Linked DNA regions of Mus musculus: region 2 is linked to region 1. A link is a contact called in public promoter capture Hi-C data. All regions are on one chromosome and are shown on one strand. Each heading gives the region's core, a stretch centred on a gene start, on an enhancer-like site or on the middle of the called end of the contact. The rest is flanking DNA. Distances are from core to core; before and after follow the strand shown.

What was found. Promoter capture Hi-C pulls out the DNA fragments that hold promoters and counts their contacts.
Region 2: a promoter capture Hi-C map of embryonic stem cells shows a contact between it and region 1, with 2.2 times the contacts expected there. The contact joins the enhancer-like site here to the promoter of Dnase1l3 in region 1. A contact is called at or near these places in 1 of 39 promoter capture datasets (embryonic stem cells), 2 of 484 Hi-C or Micro-C datasets (embryonic stem cells and extraembryonic endoderm stem cells) and 3 of 9 other capture datasets (adipose tissue, liver and pancreatic islet).

Annotation. Positions count from the first base shown.
Region 1 is chr14:7,991,782-7,998,644 of GRCm38.p6, forward strand. It overlaps Dnase1l3 (deoxyribonuclease 1-like 3), which reads right to left and starts at 2,401. Exons shown (of 8, transcript NM_007870.3): 1 at 2,049-2,401. The coding sequence starts at 2,204.
Region 2 is chr14:8,145,249-8,152,111 of GRCm38.p6, forward strand. It overlaps Pxk (PX domain containing serine/threonine kinase), which reads left to right. Exons shown (of 18, transcript NM_145458.4): 12 at 946-1,024; 13 at 2,832-2,880; 14 at 5,679-5,756; 15 at 6,247-6,333; 16 at 6,833-6,863. Among named protein-coding and RNA genes, the nearest start is that of Pdhb, 24 kb to the right of the region's middle. Within about 2 kb of position 3,728, at least 26 of the 459 cell types and tissues checked have an H3K27ac peak or open chromatin away from gene starts, as enhancers often do. A contact at or near this core is called in embryonic stem cells, where this site is marked.

The DNA.
Region 1 (6,863 bases), core at 1,151-3,650:
TTTGGATTGTTTTCAGGGGAGGGTTTTTTTGGTTTTTGTTTTTGTTTTTTTATTCAAGACAGGCTCTACATAGCCCTGGCTGTTGTGGAACTTGCTCTGTAGACCAGACTGACCTGAACTTACAGAAATCTACCTGCCTCTGCCTTCCAAGTTTGGGGAGGCTGGAAGTGAAGGCGTGTGCCACCACTGCCCTGCCTAAACCCTAACTTGTAGCGTCACACAACGCCCTTCTCATGGCACACTTACACCACTAACCTGAATGCTCTGCTACAAAGAACGTTGCTTGCATTCTCTGGGCGGCAAATGTGTCTTTCTCCTTGATCCTCACAAGCACTAAGGATCCTGATTGAGCACCAGGTGTTTGGAGTCAACTGCCACTGTTCTGTTAGACGGCTCTGAGAGTTTGGGGAGATTGGCTTTGTGAGGATAGGATGAAGTTTTGGCAAAAGCTTTAAGCAGACCTCGTGGGACTCACTCAGCTCTGGGAAGAAGCTGTGTGGAGAACCAGAACCACCCGAGAACAGAACACAGCCCCCAAGAGTGTAGCAAAACTTTCAGGGTTGAATAAGTCAGGAATGTAGATAGGCACGTGGTCCCTGGGCCACGTGTGAAGATGCTGGGAAATAGTTTCCTTGCGTGTTAGATTTCTCCATTAAGCTGTGGTGTCAAAGTTCCCACTGGCTTAGCACAGCTGCCCTGCTAAAAACACATCCAGAGGTGCTTAGCTGTCACCTAAAGGGCATTGTCACCTGGGGCCCAGGACTATCTTGGCAGGAGCCCAGCAGGTCTTCTGCCGGACAGTAGCACAGCAGTGTCCTCCGCTGGGCTCAGCTTGCCTCAGGTGGGCTTCACCGACTAGCACTACCGGCCACACCCACTTTACGTGAAGTATCAGGAAGAGCGGGGACCTTGAGCTCCCTCAGCTGAGAGATGGGGTCTGAACCCAGGGCTGCTGGCACTTTCACCACACACTGGGACCTTTGGTGCTGCTGCTGTTACTGGTAGAGGTGGTGGTGGTGGTGTGTGTGTCATGTTGTGCTAAGATAGGGTCTTGTGTAGACCAGGCTGACCTTTAATCTACTCTACAGCCAACAATGACCTTGAACTTTGGACCCTCTTACCTGTACCTCCCCAGTACTGAGATTGCAGGTGTTGGACGCCATGCCTGGTTTGTGCAGGGCTGAGGATAGAACTCTGGACTTCATAAAAAGCAAGCATCCTACCAAAGGAAGCAAACCCCAATCCCACTCTGTTTTGTTTGTTTTTAAGTACTAGCCACCCCACAGAGTCCCAGGATCAAAACCCATGGGACAGAGAGTCAGTTGGCTCCAGAAAACTATAAGCAGCTTTCCCAGACAGGTCATATTGCCCAAGGACAGAAATATTCGTAAAGGGAGACAGAGCAGAACTGAGAGTTGGGGAATCAATGGGGGAGAGGGATGAAGGGATTAAAGGATGAAAGGAGAGAGACAGCAAGGGAAGAATGAAGAAGGGAGAAAGAGAGAGAACGCAGGAGGGAGGGGAGGAGGGAGGGAGAGAGCGCCAGGAGGGGGCTCCCCTGCTTCACCAAGATTATGAAGAGGAGGCAGGCAGGGCTGCCCCAGCTCCCTCACCACCAGCCCCTGGAGCTCCCCAGCACCTCATAGCCCTTCTGAGTTCATTCTCTTCAACAGCCCTTGCTTGAAAAGTTGACAAATGAGACTATGTATTTACAGTGACTGACACAGACATTCAGTATGTTCAATTAAAACCGTCAGAACAGCAGCCGGTACCTGGAACTGACTGCCAGCCAGACTCTGGCAAGAGCATCACATTTACCTGCTCAAGCAAACTTGCAACACCCCCGAGGGAAGCACAGATCCACCCAGTCTGAAGATGGAACAGAGAATACCCAGAGCTGAGTGATGATGGTAATGGAGTGACCATCATCATTAGCCACCTTCTAAGCCTGTCCTTACCTCCCCCTCACCTCCAGGGCAACTTCAGACCCCTGGAGTCCACAGCTGGGAGAAGGTGCGAGTGGTGTCCAGGACAGGAACATGACTCACCTTCACAATGATATCCATGGCTTCATGGTTTTCCTTCTTGCTCGCTCCAAAGGACCTCACATTGAAGGAGCAGAGCCTTAGGGCCAGGGTGTCATGGAGGGCAAGGATGAAGAGCAGCAGGGAGGCCAGGCGTGGGGAAGCTGGGTGCAGGGACATCTTTGCACTCCTGGGACTTCAGGCTGGATGAAGACAGTGCCTGGCTCACTGACTTATAAAGCAGGCTGATAACAGGAATTACTGGATCCCTCTAGGTCACTTTCACTTCTCTGAGGAACTCACCATCACGCGTTTCAATCCCCAAGGAAATGAAGGTAATGGGTTAGCCATTAGAGAGGCCTCTGGTTTTCTTGTCCTCATGAGGAAAACGTCATGCTGCATTTACAAACCAGCCTCCTTAAAAGCCACTCATAATCTCAGTGGGCAGGGGTGGGGTGGGGTTAGCTCTGATCTCTAGGCATGTCTCCTGTGGTAGCCATGGGCCTCTCCCTGAGAGTTGATGAGCTTGGCAATGTTCACACAGAAGGAACTGGACTGGTGGAGCCACCTGCTGGGGGACAAAGACCTGGTGAACAGTCACCACTGGACACATCTATGCAGTGTCTCCTTAGCAGTCCCCGTGGGTGCATAAGGTCAGGTTTAGTTTGAATTCAGTGAAGCAAGGATACCTTGGCATCTGAGGAAGGTGAGGTGGAGATCCCAGGAGCAGAAGCGTCACAGGCTGAGGCCCTCAGAGGCAGCAGAGATAAAGAGCCAGCAGGAAAGTCCCAGGGTGGGCAGGGCTGGGTCGTGTGACCCAAACAGGTGTTTCCAGTGTCTGACGCAGCTGTGCGAAGCAATGTGTGAGCAGCCAGACAGCAATCCTGCGACATGCACACACTACTGTGTCATCACATCTCATCAGCAGCTTCAGGCTTGCGGTGAGAAGCACAAGCTAACGTTGTGTAATTCTAGCAAAACTCATGTGTGTAAACCAAAGCACCAGGGATGGGGTGGTGGAGCCGCACCCACGTTCCAGATCCTACAAAGCTGATTGGCTAATACCACCGCTCTGACTGAAAACTCAAATTCTCCTGCAGCCATCTTCAGCGCCCTTTAAAGGCCACCCATTGCCAACACCTGTGCTTGACCTCACATCCTGTGACAGTCAGGTAAACCCCTGTTGGAATACATGGGCAGAGCCCTAGCTCCCTCTAACCAGGAATCCAAGAATGTCATCAGGTGGCAACTAAGGCCAATAACATGGGTTTTTCTGCTTTGTTGAAGCCACCTACCTGGTATTCCCACCAATGTTTTCTTTTGTTTTGTTCCTATAAAAACATCCTGAAACTAGGGGCTGTAGAGATGGCTCAGAGCTTAAGAGCACCGAATGATCTTTCAGAGGGTGCCAATTCAACTCCCAGCACCCACATGGCCATTCATCATGGTCTGGAACTCTAGTTCAAGGGGTCCTCTTCTGGCCTCCACAGACACCAGGCATGCACAGGGTGCCAGACACCCATGCAGACAAAACACCCATACGCATAAACAAGCAAACAGAACCCCAAGATGTTATCGTGTAGAAACTCAGTATCTGGGAAGCCTAAATTTATGCTTCTAGGCCACCATCATTCATATCTGGTTCTCTTAGTCCCTATTCTCTCACAGTGGGAGCTGTATTCTTGTGGACCCCTTTGTACCAGCTGATGAAACAGGCTCTCAGTTTCAGCCCCACAGGACAGAGTATACGCAGGCTGTACTTGCACTGAAGAGAACCACCATAGGAAGAGAAGGCTCACGTGTCATGCTTTCAAAATTCTTTGAAATTTCCTTTTTCTCCTTCTCTTTTTCTGAAACAGGACCCCTAGCTCAGACTGACCTCAAACTCCGTATGTAGCCAAAAATAACGTTGAACTTCGGATTCTCCTGCCTTCACCTTCTGAGGGCCCCTGCTCCCCCTTCTTGTGCTTTGGGAGGTCAAACCCACAGCCCCAAGCATGCTAGCAAGCATCCAACCAAGCAAACGACCTCTCCATCCCCTTAGGGGCTCTTGTTTGGCAGAACGGCCATATTTCTTGGTAGGTGCTCCAGATCATGCACACTTCCTCTCCCACTGCCTCCCTCTCGCCCCTTCCACTCCTCACCCCTGCTTCCAGCCCCAGGTGTAACACCCCCCTAACACTAGATCAGTCTAGTTGAGAATGTTGGTGTGGAGGTCAGAGCAAGTGTGCTTCCAGTTACTGGCTGTTCAACCACACACAAATAACTAAACCTCTGTGACCGTTCCCTCACTTTAAAAATGGGCAATATTTGCTCCCATATAGTACAGCTGTGAAAGTTAGTTTTTAACTAAAACGCTAACTTAGCACAATGCCTAGCCTTTCATCTGTGTGAACAAAATATTGTTATCTGTGAACTGGAGAGCCAGTCCAGTGGTCAAGAGAACTTGCTATGCAAGCATGGATTTGACTTGGGAGCCCAGCACCTGTGTAATAACTTGGGCGTGGTTTTTTTTGTTTTTGTTTTTTTGTTTTTTTGTTTTTTCGAGACAGGGTTCCTCTGTATATCCCTGGCTGTCCTGGAAGTCACTTTGTAGACCAAGCTGGCCTCGAACTCAGAAATTTGCCTGCCTCTGCCTCCCGAGTGCTAGGATTAAAGGCGTGGTCCACTAAGCCCGCCTGACTGGGCGTGGTCTCATATATACCTATAGCCCCAGGGTTGTGAGGGATGGAGACAGGGACTTGTTGGCTGTCAGTCTAGCCAAAAACTGTGAGCACTCCAGGCTCAGTGAGCCCCTGCCTCAAAGGAATAAGGTGAAGAGTGGTCCAGGCAGACACTGGACACACTCTTTGGCCCTCCACATCTATTGACACACACACACATGAGCCCATGCTGCACTCACCACACTCATCACATATGCAACACGGGGGGGGGGGGGGGAGTTGGGGGGAGGGAGGGAGGGAGGGAGGGAGGGAGAATTGGAGAAGCAGTTTCTAAAATATCATAGGAAAAGCATTGCTATTTCTAGTTTTCAGATGAAGGAACAGAAAGTCAGAGACAAGACATTGCGTTGAGCCCAGCCATTGGTTATGGTGTGACATCGAAGACTTTCATTTGCTTTCTCAAAACGAATTCTCTTGGCTAATTCTTTGTTTATAGGTACAAAAAGACCCGTATAACTTCAGACTTTGCCTGACCAGTCTGTGACTTGGAGCTGGTGATGTTGCAATGCATAGATTATTAGATCTGCCAGGCTGGGCTAGGGAGAGGCCAACAAGATGCTGGTTTGGGGTACAAATTTCAAGGTAATGCCAAACAAATTAAAAAATCAAGGTAATTTCATTACATATTTTGTAAAAATCAAAATTTATTAAAAAAAAACCATAGTGAACAGAGTATCGATCTTAAATAAGGGCACAAATGGGACCTTGCTTTGGCGTGACTCTATCTTCTTCATTTCGCATTAATTCCGCAGCTGGCATCTCATTCCGGAGTTCCGCGTTGGCCCTTCAGGGTAGAAACTAGAGGAAGCAGCGCCCTCGTCTGGCAGGTGGGAGCACGGTTTCTTGGCTGATGAGCTGGCTGTGCCTTCGCGTCTCCCCCCTCAGTGCTAAACACTGTCCCTCAGATTTTAATCAAAAGAGCGCAGTCGGTCAAACGATACCATTGCAGCTCTTTCTCCAGTTCCTCCCTCTGGCAGCTCTTCTCTCTCACTTTCCTCCCTCCATTGCTCTTCTCTCACAGCTTTCTTGCAAACAAACAGGGCAAGGCCTCTGGAGATACTAAAGCAGCTTGTTGGCATCAAGCTGACCTTCCCAGCCTGACCACAAGAGGGCGCTGTGAGGGCCTGGAAGCAGAGGTACGCTAAAAATTATGAAGTTCTTTCACCTACCTACAATTATCTTCTTACCTTGAAATAATCCCAAATGTACATACAAATCTCAAAAACGGTGAGAAGAAATCATATACTCTACCTAACCTTTCCTTTTTGCTAGCTGCTCTGTGTACAAGTTTTTCAATTCAGGTGCAGGATTCAGACAGTGTGACTTTTTACCCTTAAACATCAGGGTGCATGACCCAGGAACAAGTATGTTTTCTTTATATCCAGATGAGTATTACCAAAACCAGGTTTAACAATGATACAGTATTGTTACCTAATCTATAATATTACTCCGGTTTTGCCAGCCAGTTTAGTAATGTCCTTCATAGTACCCCCCGTCCCCCGGGATCCCATCTAAATTACGCATCTGTGTAGCAGTCTTGCCTTGGGTCCCCTCTAATGTCACAACTGCGCACTGGCATTCCTGACAAGCCAGGCTCGCCACCTGTCCTCAATGGGCCTTAAAGAGAAGTGAAAGTGAAAAGCAGAGAAAGGAGATCCCTTCAGTTGGTCACACTGGGAAGAGGGACAACTAGGACAGTGACTACCTGGAAGGCAAAAGATATGCATCATTAACAGTGCAGGCTAGCCAGGTGGTGGTGGTGCACGCCTTTAATTCCAGCACTCGGGAGGCAGAGGCAGGCGGATTTCTGAGTTCGAGGCCAACCTGGTCTACAAAGTGAATTCCAGGACAGCCAGGGCTATACAGAGAAACCCTGTCTCAAAAAAGCCAAACCAAAAAAAACCAACCAACCAACCAAACAAACAAACAAACAAACAAACAAAAAAAAAACCAGTGCAGGCTAAGGTCTGACCCTGCCTGTCACAGATGCATCACTGTCTAGTCTGATCTGAAAAGTGGTCCCACATTTTGTCAGAACTCCATGAAATCACTTCCTGGGAGGCAAGTCGCCCCCCTCTGCCTGACAGGAGACTGGTCTGACAGTATTTCCCTTAGA
Region 2 (6,863 bases), core at 2,478-4,977, 150 kb after region 1:
CTCAAGGCTGGAAGAAAAAGAGCCCAAGGTAGCTTTGGGGACACTGTTTGGAATCTGCAATCACTCTGTCAGTTTTCACTATGCCAAATGAGGCAATTCAAGAGAACAGACATGGGCCTGGTGTGGTGCTGCACGCCTTTATTCCCAGCACTCGGGAGGCAGAGGCAGGCAGATCTCTGCGAGTTTGAGGCCAGCCTTGTCTACAGAGTGAGTTCCAGGACAGCCAGGGCTGTTACACAAAGAAATTCAGTCTCAAAAAACCAAAGTGAAGCTGGACGTGGTGGCTCATGCCTTTAATCCCAGCACTCGGGAGGCAGAGGCAGGCGGATTTCTGAGTTTGAGGCCAGTCTGGTTTACAAAGTGAGTTCCAGGACAGCCAGGGCTATACAGAGAGACCCTGTCTCGAACCCCCCCCCCCCCAAAAAAAAAAGAAAGAAAGAAAGTGAAAAAACACCCTGGTAGTGTTTCCTGCCAAGTTTGAACAGCTGAAACTAACCAGTGACCTGTGGGTATGAGAGTCTGGCCACTCTTTTATAACATCAAGGTGTTTGATGACAAGCTGTCAGCAAGTGGCATTTTGTGTCTTGGTTTCCATTAAAAGCAAGCAAGCGTGAAAACCAGGTTCTGAATTTTGCTTTTGTGTACTGTTTACTTCTCTCTAAAGAGAACAGTTGTATGAACACTATCTTGATGCCTTCCTCCATTTCTCCCTGGAGTAGACTTAGCTGTCTGTCAGCATGAGGTTTCTGAGGCATTTCTTTTGAGTCATTGATAATGGCAGTGTTTCCCATCCCCCCACGTATGCCATCTGTCTGTATGTGAAGAGTTTTGACACTGTCCTGATCAGCCTGCAGACAGTTGTTGCAAAGAGATGTCAAACTTTTCCTCACCCAGTGGATCTGCGAGAGTTCTGTGGGACTAAAATGTGTATCTGTTCATTTCAAGTGGCCGTATTGGAGTCTACGCTGTCTTGTGAAGCCTGTAAAAATGGCATGCCTACCGTCTCCCGGCTCTTACAGATGCCGTAAGTCAATCATATGCATTGGTTGTAATCTTGGTAACTGTGCTGAACCTTGGACCACTCTGCCCAGAGCCCGGTGCCACGGTAATGACTCAGTTTGGTCCCTGCAGAGTTGAAGTGACTAGCTTGCTGTCAGGCACTTACAGCATGATACCATGACCCTTTCCTTGTGACCACTCTGCTTAGTCCAGTTGCTGTCCTGGAAATCCTGTGTCCTTCCCACGTGTCCCATCACCATTAACACGTGTGTGTGTTTGTTGAACTCCTGATTTAGGAAATACAATAGGAGGGTCCTCCCTAGCACCTCTCTCTGCTGGTCCTGCCCCAGCCACCAGCTGGGTACCCACCAGGCCTTGGCGGGCCTGCCCTCCACAAGAAAGCGGTGTGTTCTTGGGTTCCTGTGCTGTTGTTTGTTTATTTCATCTCTGAGCACTAGCTGTTAAATAGCTAGTGTGTACCAAACTTTGTACCAAGGCTTTGGTACTCAAAAGACCTCTTCCTGTCAGCACAGTTGTGAGGAGCTGAGCGTGTAAGGCCTCCTTAGGGCCTCTCCTTAGGTGTGGTACCTTCATGCAGAGGTTAAGGTGATATAGCCGAAGTCAGACAAACCTGTGACTGTATGTCAGCTTCATTCTTCCTCCCAGAAGGACATAGGCAAGCTTTCTGAGCGTGTTGCGAGGTTTCCCTAGCCCTGCTTCGTCTGCACCAGCTTGTTGTATAGCAAAGGTATTCAGGAAGTAACAGCAGCAAACATGGCAGGGGACAAAGTTCAGCCAGAGGCTACACTACCGGGCCCTCATTCCTTCCTTCTACCTGGATAGAGACGGCCTACTATAGGCCAGGCAATTCCCCCCCCCCCCCCCCCGCCCCAGGGAAGCTGATGATCAGAAGAAACAAGCCCTTGTCCACGGGATGTGACACTGCAGCATCTGTTTCCAAACCAACAGCCACTAATAACAACATACATATGAGAAAATACATCTACTTTGAAACCTACAACATTTGCCACAGACTCCTGGGTCAGAGAGCACTCAGTCAGGGAGCAGTGGGTGAGGTTGCCTGCTCCGATGTGCACCTGCATCGTCTCCCCAGGGCTCTGTGCTTGTTCCAGCCTCAGCATCAGGACAGGTATTCTGTCTTCCCCAGAACGTTCCACCCCATGGGCTTCCGCTTTAAAGAGGTGTGTCTTGTGTTTAGTGAAAATCTGGAAGTCAGAGGATGAATGGCAGGAGAGGACCAGGATTCCAGAAGGATGCTGAAAAAGGCGTTCATCATTTCTGTGTGGGGTGAACTTCTGTCTGTCTCAACAGAATCTCACATTAAGAGCACTAAGTCACTTGGACACTGTCCATACAGTCCTTCCAACCACAGAAGTCCACAGTGCTTCCTGCTGTTGTTCTAGTAACATACCTTGGAAGAAAGAATTGATGCACGCCAGAAACTACTGTTTTAGAATGAAGTGTGTCTTAGATTCCAATCAAGACAGAATAAACCGCCTTTTCAGATGCAAGAAAACAAATAGTTCTGTTTAGAAACATCTGTTCAATATATCTGCAACATTTTGCAAACTGGTATTTATCAACTCTTTTAAAAAATATTATATGGCCCACAGTGTCACATATAACTGACCTGGTCCCTCCCTAAAAACAGCTCTGAGGGCACCGAGTGACTTGGAAGCACCTTTGCCTTTGCTGACAGACTTGGAGTGGTGGCTCTGGTGGGCTCAGAGGTGGTAAGCTGCCCTGCCCTGCTCTGAGAGTACCCCCAGTACTGAGATTAAACCCTTATGCATTTGTTTCTTTTCTTATAGATTATTCAGTGATGTTTTACTAACAACTTCTGAAAAGCCACAGTTTAAGGTAAAGCAAATTATATAATTTTTGGGTTTATGACATAAGTAACTTGACTTTGAAAATTAATTTTTTAAAAAACTAAAAGGTTCATAAATGAAAAATTAGGAAGGACCCAAACACCCTACTATAGCTAGTTACTCTTTTGACTGTTTATAATGCATGAGGTTGTTTTATTAGGTGTTTGTGTGTGTGTGTGTGTTTGTTTTCCTTTCAAGACAGGATTTCTCCGTGTAGCCTAGCCTGACCTAAAAGTTGTTCTGTAGACCATGCTGACCTTGTACTCAGAGATCCACTTGCCCCTGCCTCCAAGCCTCCAAGTGAAGTGCTGGGATTAAGGTGTGTACCACCACTTCCTGGCTTTTTTAAAAACCAGATTTGGGCTGGGCGTGGTGGCGCACGCCTTTAATCCCAGCACTCGGGAGGCAGAGACTGAGTTCCAGGACAGCCAGGGCTATACAGAGAAACCCTGTCTCAAAAAAAAAAAAGAAAAGAAAAGAAAAGAAAAGAAAAAGAAAGAAACAGACTTGGATAGCCTGCCTTCCCAATGCTGGGTTATAAGCATGCACCACTATGCCTAGCTATATATAGTACATGTATTTAAAACATTTTATCCACTAAAAGTGAAATGTATAAATGCATTATAATCCTGTGGAAAGTAATTATTATTTAGGCCAATATCAACAAAATAGTGGGATCTGGAAGACAGAATATAAACCCAAATATCTGTATGTAAAGAAAACTGGGAAGGACCTATTAGGAGAAGCAGCAGTATGGAGCGGTGGTCCTGGGCTTTACGCTGCTCTGTGGCTGCTAGCAGCCATTTGCTATTTGGGGCCACATTGCCCTCTGCAGTGGTTGGCCTACGCGCCAAGCCCGGGAAGCCCAGCCCTGCTTCTCCTTGGATGCAGTAAACCTCCCACCTCCTCAGCTGCTTTTCAGTGCTGGTTGTTTTGTTTAAGTCATCTCTCTATGGTTTCCACGGCGACTGAATCATCTTTCATTCCTACTCAGTACACAAGGGTTCCAATTGCTCTACATTCCTGCCAAGACTTGTGTTTTACCTGCATCTATGTCTGTGTACTACACAAAAGCCCCGTGCCTGCAGAGGCTAGAAGGAGGCATTAGATCCCCTGGGACTGTAGGTACAGATCATGAGCTGCCACGAGGCTGCCGGGGACCAAACTCAGATTCTGTAAGAACTCACCATTGAGCCGTCTCTAGAGCCCAAATGTTTGTAATTCTTTATTGTTATTCTTGTCTGTCTGTCTGTCTGTCTATCTGTCTGTTTGCACTGGGGTCTCACTATAACTCAAGTTGGCCCAAAACTTGCCTTATAGCCCAGGCTATCGTGGAACTCAAATTCTCCTACCTTGAATTCCTGAGTGCTGGGATTAACAGCTTGTACTACCATGTCAAACTTATTTTATGTTTTTTTTTTTTGATGGTGACCATCATAATGGCTATGAAGAGATATGATATCTAATGTGTGGTTTTGATTTGTATTTGTTCAGTGTTGAACTTTTTAACTGATGAAAGTACCATTTGATAAGGCAGGGGTTTTTGTTACTATTGTTATTTTTAATCATTTGTTTCTTTTCTTTTTTTTTTTGGTTTTGGTTTTGGTTTTTTGAGACAGGGTTTCTCTGTATAGCCTTGGCTGTTCTGGAACTCACTTTGTAGACCAGGCTGGCCTCGAACTCAGAAATGAACCTGCCTCTGCCTCCCAAGTGCTGGGATTAAAGGCGTGCGCCACCACGCCCGGCTCGTTTGTTTTTTTCTTTGAAGAAATTTCTGTTAAAGCCCTTTTCCCATTTTTAAGTTGGGTTATATATTTTTGTTGTTCATTTGTATAAGTTTCTCCATATCTATTATATCAAGTCCTTATAAGTATTGGCCTGTTTTAAATTTCATTGTGAGCAGTGTCTTTTGTTGAACAAAGTTTTAGTTTTAACTAGTCCGAGTTATTTGTTGTTTCCTTTCATTACCTATGTTTTTGGTGTTGTATCCAAGAAGTCATTTCCAGCCAGGTAGAATGGTATATGCCTGTAATCCCCGTGGCAAGAGGAGCATTAGTTCAAGGCCAATTCCCTGCCTTAGCAGAGAGCCAGAACTGGTGGTGGGTGGTGGCAAACACACACAGCAGCCGAGGAAGCTGCAGGGGGAGTGTCACAGGTGTACACAAGGCCTGTGTGGACAGTTCGCAGATGCTGTCCTCCAAGCAAGATAAATAAATAGACAGACAATAAGAAGGAAGGGCCTCCCTGAGCTTTAGGGGGTTGACAGTTTTAGGTCTTGCACCCATGCTGAATTAATTTTCAAATATGACTTAAGGCAATGATTTAATCTTACTACTTTTTATGTAGTATTTGACTTTTACCAATGCCCTTTTGAAGCTATTGTTTTTTCCTGGTTGTGTGTGTGTGAGACCATTTGTCTGTGTACAAGAGGGCATGTTTCTGGGATCTCTCATTCTGGTCTATTAACTGTGTAATAATTGGTTTTGAAATGATATTTTGTGAGATCATGTGATAATAGGTTTTGATGCTGTGTTTGTTCTTTGAGACTGCTTTGGCAATTCTGGAACCCTTGAATTACTTGAAACATAGTGTGTTTATGCTTTAAGTTTATGATCTGTTGTCTGAAAGTGCTGGCAAGGAGAGTGTAGCTGGTGTACATGGAGCATGGTTTTAACTGGCTTTGCTCTAGAGGACCTCCATGTGATGACGGCTGCTGCGGCATGTGTTGAGAACTCAGGAGACTCCAACCACTTCACTCAGTAGCTCATGTACTGATTCTCCCTTCAGATTCCCACAAAACTAAAAGAGGCATTGCGAATTGCCAAGGAATGCATAGAGAAGAGACTCACCGAGGAACAGAAGCAGGTAAGCTGGCGGTTGCTCCGCATCCCCTGTGATCATTCAGTGACCCATTCACAGTGATTGACTTTGGACGTTCACCCACATCCCCATTCCGTGCCTACTTGCTCTTAACCAGATTTTGGGCTAAGTTCTGTGACACAGAACAGCATCTCACAGGTCCGCCTTCAGCCTGCTCAGTGTGTGTAGAGCAAGCACACGCACTGGCGTGACCATCCTTCCTGATGAGGACTCACTGGTGGGGTGGGCGGTTAGCAGCACTCATGGGTCACAATCTGCCGTAAAGATCAATGGCAGGAAGGAATTGGGAAAGTGAGAAGGGTCACTGTCACTCAGCATGCCCTTCTTCCAGAGAGCCAGAGCTGAGCCACAAGCGGGCCAAGAAAGACCTTGCTTATCCCAAGAGCTTAATGTGGTCAAACACATAGAAGTCTCCTTGGGAACCTGCTTTGGGTAGACTTGGTTTACACTTGTTGGGGATTGTGGTCTCTTAAAGATTCACCAGCATCGAAGACTAACGAGAGCCCAGTCACACCATGGGTCTGAGGAAGAAAGGAAAAGGAGAAAGATCTTAGCTCGAAAGGTAAGCCTTTGTCCCTGTGTTCTCTTTGAAATCCTTGACTGCACGAGGAGAAAATTCTAAGGCTGATGGTGCACACTTAGTGACACAGTTTTATCTTGGACGCTAAAAGCCTTTCTGGATGACGGGTTTGGAACGTACCATGCATATACACCGCCTCCCACCAGTCGGGTCCTGCAGCCTCTGCCCCAGTCTGCCCTGCTCCTGTTCAGTAGAAGATTATGTTTTTAGTGGAGTGTTGCACACACACATGCACACGCACACGCGTGTCAGTAGCATAGAGTTTGCTGGCAGAAGGCAATGGGAGGAGACGGTCAGGGTGGGTGTTAAGCCAGCATCTTGGTTTTATTTTCTCCTGTGGCTGTGGCTTCTCTGCCTTAGGTTATGAAGCTGAATATACCACTTTTCACAGCTAGTGAAACTGTATGTCTGGAGGTTTTTAAACTCTCAGCTCAGAGTGCTTTTTCTTTGCTTACCACCCACCCTTCTTTTATTTTTAAAGAAGTCAAAACGATCTGCTGTTGAAAACAGTG